2 separate regions of the Ovis aries genome follow, and region 2 is linked to region 1. A link is a contact called in public Hi-C data. All regions are on one chromosome and are shown on one strand. Each heading gives the region's core, a stretch centred on a gene start, on an enhancer-like site or on the middle of the called end of the contact. The rest is flanking DNA. Distances are from core to core; before and after follow the strand shown. Region 1 holds the start of VEGFC (vascular endothelial growth factor C). Region 2 has its middle 5.1 kb from the start of NEIL3.

Region 1 (2,700 bases), core at 41-2,540:
GACATTTGGGAATCAGAATGTCCCCAAAGCATCTTGGCAACATTTTTCAGGCAAAGAGTTAAACATCTCGTTGAAAAACAGACAAGAAAATCCACCTTACTTTTCACAGTTCTTGACCACATTTCAGAAATGCAGCGTTTACTAAGTCGAAAAGCCATGCCTGATGGTGATTCGAGATCCTGTTGCATCTCAAGTTTGACCAACTTCTCCAGGTGAATCTGAAGTCTGATGCCCTCAAGCCCCATTACTAACCCCACAGAAGAGGAACACTCCATAAAAAGCAGCCTCGGATGACTGGTCATCCAAGCCCTGGGAGCTGCTGAGGTCCCAACTCACTTGCTAGGGAAGAAAAGAACCCTCCCGGCGGGTTAACCGGGGTTCCAGCACAGCTCGGCTCCCCGGCGGGGACCGCTCTCCAGCCGGTAGGTTATAGGAGCGCGGTCACCAGCTACCTTCCGAGCCTTGCACTCGGCGTAAATTGCCTTCCTATTTAGTAACAACTTTCTGTGGAAAAAAAGGAGAAAACTTTCTCTCAGAAACTCTACACTCAGCTCAGCAACTTTGGATCCAACGCACACAAGGTGAAACACAAGCCCATTCTTTGCACAGGTTCTGGGTCCTTTGAGACCCGACGCCCCCGCCTCCCCGGGGTCCCCACGGTCCCCGAGGCCCCCAGGGTCCCCGCAGCGCGCACCCACCTTGGCCTCGCCCGCGTCCGGCTCCGTGTCCGAGAAGCCCAGTCCCGACTCGAAGGCGGTGGCGGCGGCGGGCGCCCGGCGCGGACCGGGGAGCAGCGCAGCGGCCAGCAGGGAACACGCCAGAGAGCAGAAGCCCAGCAAGTGCATGGTGGCCGGGCCACGGGCGCGGGGGCCGGGCGCCCCGGCGAGGCTGCCTCGCGGCTCGGCCCTGTCCCCGAGGGCCGCCCGGGACCCCGCGGAGCCGGGGCGGCGGCAGCGGGTCCGGGCTCGGTGCTCGCGACGCTGCGAGCCGCTCTACCGCCGGCGCCCGCGAGCCGAGGGGTCAGAGCAGCGTCTCACAGGAAACCGGACATCCGAGCGCCCGCGACCGCGGCCCGCTAGGTGAGGCGAGGGCGCGGGAGGACGGCGCCCCGCTCGGCGGCTCGGGGAGCGAGGGGTAGCCGAGCCCAGACGCCCCGCGAGGCTCGCGCCCTGCGGCGGCCCCGGGGCCCGCGAGCCCCCGCCTCCCCCTCCCCGCGGCGGGGCGAGCCGGGTGGCCGGGCGGCGAGAGCGGCGGCGGCGCCGGGCGGCGAGGCCGGGGAGCGCGGGGCTGCGCGGCGGCGGCGGGCGCAGGGGCAGGGCATGGCTGACGCGCCCTCTGCCTGCGCTTATGTGAGAGAAAGCGGCCGAGGGAGGGCGCGTGCCGAGCCCGGCCGCCCTCCCCGCGCGCCGGCCTTGGCGGCGTCTCCCGGCGCCCGCGCCGCCCCTCCCCCGCCCCCCGCGGCGCGAGCCCCCCGCGGGGTTGGGGGAGGGGGCGGGCCGGCCCGCGGGCTCCGAGGCGCCGGGCTCCGGGGGCGCGGGCGCCCCGGCTCCGGCCAGAGTGCCCCGCAGACTGGCCCCCCGCGTCCCCGCTCGAGAGGCAGGGGAGCTCCAGACTCTAGAAAGTGCGAGAAAGTCGGCCCGGGGCGGAGAACCCGCCGGGCCCCCTGTCTCCCCTTGTTGGGCGACTCGGGGGCCCCCCCAGGGGATGCGAAGGCGGGCGGACTGTGGGGCGAAGGCTCTGGAGCGGCTGGAAGCCCGGGCCTGTGGCCGGTGGGGCCGCCGGGCCGGGCGCCTCAGGAGCAGCGCCTGTGGGGAGTGGGTTTGAAGGAGGAAGCAGGACGCGGGAGACACGTGTGAAGCACGTTGTCGGAGGTGAAGTCTGCGGAAGCCAAGGCCTTCTCCCGGTCAGAAAAGTCGGCGGGCGGCAGAGCGCCCTGTTGGCCGGCGTTCACCTTGGCTTGGGTGGCCTGGGTGCAGACGTCCCCCGCTCAGGGTTTCCTTAGCTCCCCGAAAGTGGGAAAGCCTCACTTTTACCTGGGGCGACGTTTCAATACACAGATCATAAAATCTCAGGAGATGAGACTTGGAGTCCACCCACAAGTTCTGAAACTCCTCTCAAGTAAGAAGCCTCAAATCTCCTCAGTGACCAGAAGCGACCCACCCCACCCCCACCGCGCCCTGCGTGGCCGCCCGTCGTCGTTAACATTTTTGATGGTCAACGTCATTGAAAAGTGTTTTCTTCCACCTATCCATTGCTTTGACTTCTGGACTTGGCTCCATGAGTCAAATCGAACTTCCTTCTGTGAGCTCTTCCAACCATTTATAAATATCTGTCATAGTAACCCATCACCGTGCGCCCTTTTTGAAAGACCCCTCAAAGTTCCCTCTTCAACCGCAACCTCATTTTGTGTGTTCTTCAGCTAGTATACTCCCCAGAACGTGACTCAGTACTTAAAAGTGTTCCAGCAAGCTGGAGAAAATGGCCTTCCTTGCCCAGATATCCTACATGTGTTGATGCCGCCTTGGATGGAGTTTATTTTCTGGCACTCAAATCAGTGTTGACTCACGTTACACTGAAAATCAACTAACTTTCTCAAAAAATTTTTTTATCCGTGTACTGCTGTGCAGTCATGTTCATGGTTCCCAAGTTTGTGAAGTCGGTAGACGGTGCCCAAGATTTGAGCTTTGTTGTTTCTCTTAT
Region 2 (3,031 bases), core at 222-2,721, 140 kb after region 1:
CACTTTAATTTACATAGTGAGAATATAAAAAATTACAAATATTATCTTTGAAAAATGGAGTTTGCATGTGAGTATGTGTTTGTTTATGTGTTTATTTGGGGGAAAGCAACTTATGCATAATTGTGTCTGGTTTGGATTTTTATCATAAATTTACATTTCTTAATAATTCATTAAGAATTTTAATTTTTCTTTAAGATTTGCATCTACACATTATTGAAATGATTTCCATCCAGTTGCAGCATTATTGAATGATGGGTAATGTGTCAGAAATGAAATTTTAAAATGAAATAAAGCTCATTTATGCTCAAATAAGAAAACCAAAGTAATAAAAACACAGACCAAAGAGCATATTTTAATGCATTTAATTATCATGCCATGAGATAAAAGAAACTGTATGCTAAGGAGAGTGAAATCAAGCTTGTTATAGTTCCTTGGTTTTGTAAAATTTAGACAAATATCTTACAGCACTGTTTCTGTTTATCATCTCAAATAATATAGGAAATATAAAAGGTGAACAGGAGTAGATTAAGGATAGTAGAGGTAAGAAAGGCAGGCATATGTTATTTTCACGTATTGTATATATTTATTATAAGAAGTTTTACCATCTTCAGATAAATTCCAGTTTTAGCATTATATGCATTTAAAAAGCTTAAGATAATAATTTAGTGTCCATTGAAAGGTATTATAGGATTTGAACTGATTATTGTAATTTCTAATGATGATACTTCAACTTCGACTCTGGACATTGAAGAAGTTCAGAGGGATTTAGTACTTATAATTTAAAATTCCAGAAAAGTCTGAGTCAGTTTTGTCCAATAAATTATCTACATAGGTCAGGTTGTACGTGGACTGATCCAGAGGCATACTGGAAGTGTCAAGCTTCAGGGACAAGTGACCAGAGGGCACATTCAAACTTCAGTTTCTGTTATTCATCAAGTGAGATTTCATTCTCCTCCTTGTTCTGTACTCTTCAGTATCACATGCTGTATGAATCTAGTTAGTTGATTCAAAATTGGTAAGAAAGTGAATAGGAAATACCAATCAAATATGCAGGGAAAGGTTAATTGCTATGTTCTAATTGTGCTAGGGGCCAAATCACTGAAAAACTCAGAAAGTCAGAAAATGTAGATACTCTGTAGGCAGTTTGAATCAATGAAAAGCCCCAGATGTGAAGCAGTAGAATAGGTCAAGGCTGTGGCAGACACAAAATACATCCAACTGCTTATTACCGTATGGAGCTGTGGACCCATATTGAAAGGTTTTTTTTTTTTTTTAATTTTCAAGAAAAGTCAAAGATTAGGAATGATTCACAAAATTTCCCAGTTTCTAAAATACTACGGTGGTTAAGCAAAATATTCTTGTGGGCTAAAATAAGGCCATGACTTGCCGGTCAAGCAGCTCCTGCCTCCAGGATTAGGTCTATGAAAACAACCAGAATTAGTGGTATAAAGTCATTTCTGCTCTTGATGCGTTTGTGGTTTTGAAGATCACATCATGGAAATGAAATGAGATGAGACATAAAGCTATTTGTCACACTTAGTCAGTGTCTGAAAGGAAAATGAAAGAGAAAATTGTAGACTTAATATTCTGAAGCAACCACATAGCTGAGAAAGTGGAAGATTATAGTTCAACAGATTTGTAGCACAGATTTTGTAGTCTCATATATATTGTATGCTTCAAAGATAATCAGTGTTTTGTCATTTTTGTGTGTAGTGATGGTACTCTATTACTAAATAATACCTGTTTACCCTGGCTTAATGCTAAGGCTGTGTCTGTAGGACTCTAGTTTAGAAGTTAGATCCCCATTGTATAGTCACATGGCATCTTAAGAAATAATTGAATTTCTATTCAAAGAATATGGATGGTTTTTCCTTCTGAGGAGATTTTTTCTGATGGCTCATCAATACATGTCAACTTCATGAAAACAGACTAGAATTACAGTAGATTCATTCTACACTGAGTGCAGATCCAAAGAGGGACCATTTTTGAGTTGTATCAAAAGACCAAGATGATTTACATATAAGCTTCTAAAACTAGGTAACCTGTATGTTTAAGTCCTCTGTCATCTGAGTATCTGTTTTATAAGTTATGTTTTATTTCTAAACATCATGTAGAGTTTTATTATTTTAATTAATGACTATAAGCTATAGTTACTGTTAGAATCTTTAAAAGTCTATCTTTTTGTCATATGCCCCAAAAGGAAATAATTTATTGTTTTAATTTCTTCAAATAAACACCATATTCAAACTGTGATATATCACAACTGATATATCAGCAAATGAAATGCCTTTAAAGAATAAATCTCTTCAAATAACAAACAGTATCAAGACCAAGGACATCATCTTCTAAACTGTACTGCACTGCCTCCCTTCCCACTCAGATAAGTCCATTGCATTTCTGTACTTGTCAGTTATACGACTAACTTTTATATATAGTAAAGTGTCTTCTGCCTCTTCACTTTACAAAGGATGACTTTATAGTATTATTGATGTCCAATAGATTGTTTTTGATATGGTTTCTTGCTTGGTCACTGATGGCTTCAATTGCCTCTAATCCAAAAATTTAATAAAGTGAATATGTTTCTCTAATTACCTTAGATCAAGTAGTCTGATTGATTTTCACTTTTGATATTTTAAAACTAGGGAATGTTAATCTATAGTCTTTTAATTAAGTAAACGTAGATGACATTTGTTCAATGTACCACAATTTAAATATCATAAATGTATTTATGATTATACACTAGGGTCAGCATTCTAATTTTTATAATCAGTATTATATGGTATAGTATAAACATTAAATGCATAAGTGTGATATTAAGAGTTTAATAAACTCGTCATTATAGAGATTAACATATATGTGAATGTTAAATTTAAGCTTGGACATATTGATGTAAAAATTTACTGTTAGATAATATTGATCAGTTAACAAAATCAACTATATTAGTTTCCTAAAGAAATAAACAGTACATCACCACTTGAAATATTTTAAATATTTTTCATTAGAGTTGTACAAATTGACTTTTGTTGCTATT

Evidence for each region. Hi-C and Micro-C count contacts between places; a contact is called where the count stands out from the background.
Region 2: a contact with region 1 is called in a Hi-C map of skin fibroblasts, with 3 times the contacts expected there. The contact joins the enhancer-like site here to the promoter of VEGFC in region 1. A contact is called at or near these places in 2 of 16 Hi-C or Micro-C datasets (skin fibroblasts and tail adipose tissue).

What each region holds. Positions count from the first base shown.
Region 1 is chr26:7,311,043-7,313,742 of ARS-UI_Ramb_v3.0, forward strand. It overlaps VEGFC (vascular endothelial growth factor C), which reads right to left and starts at 1,291. Exons shown (of 7, transcript XM_004021836.6): 1 at 699-1,291. The coding sequence starts at 845.
Region 2 is chr26:7,450,955-7,453,985 of ARS-UI_Ramb_v3.0, forward strand. No RefSeq gene overlaps it. Among named protein-coding and RNA genes, the nearest start is that of NEIL3, 5.1 kb to the right of the region's middle. Within about 2 kb of position 1,472, at least 3 of the 54 cell types and tissues checked have an H3K27ac peak or open chromatin away from gene starts, as enhancers often do.